2 separate regions of the Mus musculus genome follow, and region 2 is linked to region 1. A link is a contact called in public ChIA-PET data. All regions are on one chromosome and are shown on one strand. Each heading gives the region's core, a stretch centred on a gene start, on an enhancer-like site or on the middle of the called end of the contact. The rest is flanking DNA. Distances are from core to core; before and after follow the strand shown. Region 1 overlaps Ablim1 (actin-binding LIM protein 1). Region 2 overlaps B230217O12Rik (RIKEN cDNA B230217O12 gene).

Region 1 (2,700 bases), core at 52-2,551:
TAAGAAAAGGCGCTTTGCCTCTGAAAGGGATGGATTAGATTTGTAACGACAGACAAGCTGAAACCACGTGGGATACTGACAAAGAGTTAGGCTCAAAGCATCCCATACTGTGAACATCACCTATGGCAAGAAATAACATTGAGGGGTGACTGGGCATAGCATACAGGGCTTTTATGGCCGTGAGATTGTTCTACATAAGACTGTCATGAGAGCTACATTTCACTGGAAATTTGTCTAGACCTGTAGAATGTACAGGTACCAAGAGTGGACTCCACTGTGAGCTGTGGACACAGCGATGATCAATGTAAGCTATCAGTAACAGCAAATACAGCACTTGGGCATGCTTATTGATGGGCAAGCTGGGCAGGGTCAGGGGGATGGGCATGGGCAAGTGGGAATCCTAGTTTCTATTCAACTCTGGCATGAATCTAAGTCCACTTCAATGGCTTTTTGAAAAAGAGAAGAAAACACACTTGGGATAGTAGATTTAAAAGACTTGGCCCTAACTGCAGGGGTGTTTTGTTTTGGTGTGTGTGTGTACTACTTGGTAAAGTCCTTTCAATAAACAGAAGCAGAAGGATAAAATAAAGAATTTTAAAGATGACCTCATCTCTCTTTAGCCTTAGCAAACTCTGGAAGCAAACTTTAGGTATAGGAAGGCTTTATTTTGTACAATAAAATTCTATTTATTCTCAAAGGAACTGCAACTCTTCGCCACCTGTCCGCCCGTCTCCTTTAACTCAGTTTGGGGCACTAACTGGGTGCCCCTTAGCATTTCAGGTTACTTTATCTGTCTGGAGTTGGCTCTCTCCTTTCATCCAAAAGGAAAACAAACACAAATAAAACTAGACAGGCGAGCCATTTGTAAAATCCCCTTTAAAGCATTGAACAATCTTCATGCGGCTGCTCTCCCATGGTGTTGCGCCTGCACCTCCAGCCTTCTATGTGCTCAGGCACTTTATTCTGGAGAGGAGCCTTCTCCATCAGCATTCTGGGGTAACTATTCTGGGCCTCCAAGAGGAGTGAATACATGTGAACCTGGTTTTGACCCGTGAATGGAGTGGTTTAATCCTGCCTTCCTGGTCATGCCCCACCCTCTTTGCTCACGTATTGACAAAGAAAAAACTAATCACAGATTGTCCTCACTGCAGGTATAGATATTGATTATGCTGAGTGTGCACTTGTGTAACATCCACTGCTGTGTAGGGCAATAAAGGCATATGGCTTTCCCGTTGCCCAGATTGACAGCTTCATTGACACCACCCCATCCCCGCCCTGTTCTCAGCAACCTCTACTTCCCCTCCCTTTGCCTTTGGTAGAATTTCTTATAAATGTCTGGCTGCTTTCTCTTAGCAGGAAGTAGTCCCAGTTCATGTGGGTCTTTGGGTATATGTTTACTGCTTAGGGGTACCCCGCCCATCCCACATGCATGCTTATTTTAATATTCCATCTCTTGTTTAGCTTCTTACCAGTGGGGTCCTTTGAAGTTTAATACTTTGGGGCTGTTGTGAGTAACAAGACTACAGACTTTCTCACCCATGGCTAATGTTCTGTAGACATTAGACTTCTTTCTGCTAACTTAACACATACTAGTGAGACATTTTCCTGTTGCATGGTAAGGTTGTTCTCGGCTTTCTGAAAGACTACCAAAGAGGTTTCCTTGTGTGGCATGAGCAGCTGCTGAGCCCCAGTGTTTTCACATCCTCAGGAGCCCCTGCAGAGTCAGCTTTTCAGAGATACAGCTATTATGACACTGGAATATGACTATGGTTTTCATTTTACTTACTAATGACTAAACAGTGTTCAAAATATTTCTATGCTTATTAGACATCCATATGTCTCTTGGCTGAAGTATCTGTTTAAGTCTCTGCGGGGCAGGGGACTGGGATGTTCACAGTGGCAGACGGCTTGGCTGTCACACAGGCTTTGGGTTTGACTCCTACCACCACCATTGGCGGCAGAGCTCTTTGGGTTTTTGTCATTGTTAGTTTGGATGGTGGTCACTTGTTTGTTTTGCCTTGTTTTTCCCTCCTCTTTGGTGATGCTGGGGATTAATCAGAGCCCTCATGCATGCAGGACAGGGGCTCTTGCCCCTCTCCCTTTGCCCCCACTGTTAAGCGGGCTTCCTGGCTTCCTGGTACTACGCTGCTAGATTTACTTATAGGCTCTGGATGCAAATCACTTTTCAGATGTATGGTTTGCAAAATTTCCCCCTTGTCTCTGGTAGATCTTTCTCTCTTCATGGTATCTTTTTAAGGGAGAAGGGGAGTTTATCAGTTTTTCTTCTACAGATCAGTAGACCGTGCCCTCGGTATAACATTGAAGAAATCTTTGCCCAAAATAAGATCATGGGGACTTTCCCTGTGTCCTTATAGGAAATGTCAGACTTGGCTTTTGTCTGTGTGCCCACGCCGTGGTGGTAGTTAATGTTCTCGTGTGTTTGGCAGGACCCTCGTTGGATGTGGATGCCCAGCTTTCCCAGAAGTATTTGTCACCTTGGCAGTTGCTGGAGATCGGCTGCTCATAAATAAACGTGCGGGTTTTGTTTTTAGCCTCCCTCTCCCGTTCCACTGCTCAGAGGACACTGCTGTGTTGATTGCGTGGTGTATCCAAGTAAAGCTTTAAAACCAAGTAGCTCCAACCATCTCCACCCTCATCTTTGCTAAAATGTTCACTGATCTTGGCACTGCCGTAGGAGTT
Region 2 (2,700 bases), core at 145-2,644, 250 kb before region 1:
GTGCTCTAGATCATCTGACCATAAAGCAACAGCTAGTTTATAAGTGGTGTCCTATTCTATTTTTCAGCCGTGCCAGTAAGCAAACAGAGAGTCTTGTGCTAGCTCAGTAAGAAACCAGTCACTGAGCTGTATTCCCAAACTGAACACTGATATAAATTAATACTAGTAATTACTCTGTATTTGACTTGTTGATGACAGATAAACTCAATGCTGAGGAGAACATATCCAACTAGACATTCAGGCTAACAGGGGAAGGACAGAACCAGACAGAGATGATAGCTACGTAATTTTGAGCAAGAATTGACACCACAGTCTGGTTCGCTTTCCAACAGCCATTTTGTCATGTGAATTTTACCTCAACAAGAAGTAAAGTAGGTGACCATGTGACCATGCCATACTGTTGTGGGACTTTCTTCAGTGGCCTTCAGTACTGTACCTGCTTGTCTGTAACAGAAAGCACAAGCCTGCCACTTGAAATCTGTCCATGAGAGTGAGGGTTTTTTTTAAGCCACTGTTCAGGCAGTGACCTGCCAAAGCAATGGCCTCTGAAAATCTAATCTGAGGGTGGAGGACTGGGGAGCTGGCTCAGTCCTCAAAGGCTGGCAGTGTAAGAGTGAGGCCTGGGCTGGACCTGCATCAAAAGCTGGGCACAATGACGTCACACACAATCCCAGTGCTGCAGAGGGAGACAGGTGGGAATAACTGGATCACTGAAGTTCACTGTAGCTAGACTAACTGCAGCAGGTTCCCAGGCAATGTGAGAGGCCTGCCTGCCTCAAAAGCAGTGGCTGAGAATGACTTAAGTTCCTCAAGGATGACCTCTGACCTACACACACGCACACACACACAGAAGCTCACATATACATGAGTATATTCACATACGTGATCACATGCACACACACATCCACACTCACATGTACACATTCATGCACTCACATATATATACACACACAGAAACACACACACACATGAGCACATGCACACACACACATGCATGCATGCAAACACACAAAATCTGATTTGAAGTGCAAATAAAGTAAAGACTGGAGGGACGTGACAAAAAAATCGGTGGGACGGTGTTCTAGACATCCCGACAAGGTGACCCATCTCTTGGGATGACTTGATCGGAGAATTGGAAGAACAGAGGGTTCTTATGATAGCACAAGAGACTGAGTTTCCTCTAATAAAGTTAAGTAATTTTGGTGGTGAGCAATTCAGGGGCTGAGGTGGAGCAAATAGGCAGAGACAGAGAAGTCAGGAACAGAAAGCTTTGGGGCAGGAAGGACCGACCACAAGGACTCTGAAGCACTTGGCAGGATAGACGTGGACTGAGGGCAGCTGTAGGCCAGGTGGATGTCAGGGAGCTAGCGGAAGGATGTGGCCAGGAAGTGTATAAATGGCAGTGTTTAGGGGGCTGTGGTTGGTACAGTCAAAGGGCTCAAAGGCAAAAGTCATAGGGATCTTTACAGGAGAGCAGGAAGGTGAGTCTAGTGGTGGCATGGCGGGGGGGAGGGTGAGAGGGCACCAACCAGAAAGGTCACGTGACTCAGACTTCACTCTGCAGCAGAGAAAACTGAGGAAGAAAGGACATTAGCTAACCCCTGAGATGTCCTCAATGCTCCCTGCCTGCAGATGCTCACAATCTTCCCACAGGGTACCAGGATCTGCTTGTGGAAGGTAGAACACAACAGAACCGATGCTATATTGCATGTAAGACTGGACTATGCTGTTGCAGGCTCTATCTGGTTGTTCTGTTATCAGTTTTGGGAGAAGACAGCTGCCACAGCTTAAGGCAGTCTAAGGACAGGCCCCTAGGGTAAGGAACTGAAGTTCTTGATGGGTTTGTGAGGGACCTTAGCAGTAGTCTCCAGCCCAAACCAGCCTTCAGATGACAGAATGCTATCTCATGGCTCCTTTGGCATCTCTTGAGACTCCCTGAGGAGACCAACTTAGATGCAGCTGAGCCAACCTACAGAAATCGGGAGATTATACACACTGCTTGTCCTAATCTGTTACATTTGGAGCAACTTGTTACGCAGCAATGGATAAATAAGAGTTGTCGTCATTTATGCAAAACCACAAGGCTGATTAGCAGTCAGTTTGAAGTGGGTTCCTAACTCTCAATGTTCTGTTAAAACACACCTTGTCCCAGTGTATATCCAAAGGGCCTCTCTTTCCAGTGATGGCCATCTTTTGATACATATGCAGCTAGAGACAAGAGCTCCGGGGTACTGGTTAGTTCATATTGTTGTTCCACCTATAGAATTGCAGATCCCTTTAGCTCCTTGGGTACTTTCTCTAGCTCCTCCATTGGGGGCCGTGTGATCCATCCAATAGCTGACTGTGAGCATCCACTTCTGTGTTTGCTAGGCCCCAGCATAGTCTCACAAGACAGCTACATCTGGGTCCTTTCAGCAAAATCTTGCTAGTGTATGCAATGGTGTCAGCGTTTGGAAGCTGATTATGGGATGGATCCCTGGATATGGCAATCACTAGATGGTCTATCCTTTCATCACAGCTCCAAATTTTGTCTCTGTAACTCCTTCCATGGGTGTTTTGTTCCCAATTCTAAGAAGGGGCAAAGTGTCCACACTTTGGTCTTCGTTCTTCTTGAGTTTCATGCGTTTAGCAGGTTCTGCTTTTTTCATAGGCAAAGAAAAGAAATTGCTGTTCCATGCTTCCTCCAGGAATACAGAGGGC

Evidence for each region. ChIA-PET counts read pairs in DNA pulled down with a chosen protein or histone mark.
Region 2: an RNA polymerase II ChIA-PET map of effector CD8 T cells shows a contact between it and region 1, with 14 read pairs. The contact joins two enhancer-like sites. A contact is called at or near these places in 6 of 115 datasets of contacts at active chromatin or transcription factors (the 230-238 cell line, acute myeloid leukemia, bone marrow-derived macrophages and 3 more).

The regions. Positions count from the first base shown.
Region 1 is chr19:57,092,357-57,095,056 of GRCm38.p6, reverse strand. All of the region lies in intron 6 of Ablim1 (actin-binding LIM protein 1), which reads left to right. Among named protein-coding and RNA genes, the nearest start is that of Afap1l2, 85 kb to the right of the region's middle. Within about 2 kb of position 1,301, at least 24 of the 459 cell types and tissues checked have an H3K27ac peak or open chromatin away from gene starts, as enhancers often do. A contact at or near this core is called in effector CD8 T cells and memory CD8 T cells, where this site is marked.
Region 2 is chr19:57,342,740-57,345,439 of GRCm38.p6, reverse strand. All of the region lies in intron 1 of B230217O12Rik (RIKEN cDNA B230217O12 gene), which reads left to right. Among named protein-coding and RNA genes, the nearest start is that of B230217O12Rik, 17 kb to the left of the region's middle. Within about 2 kb of position 1,394, at least 64 of the 459 cell types and tissues checked have an H3K27ac peak or open chromatin away from gene starts, as enhancers often do. A contact at or near this core is called in effector CD8 T cells and memory CD8 T cells, where this site is marked.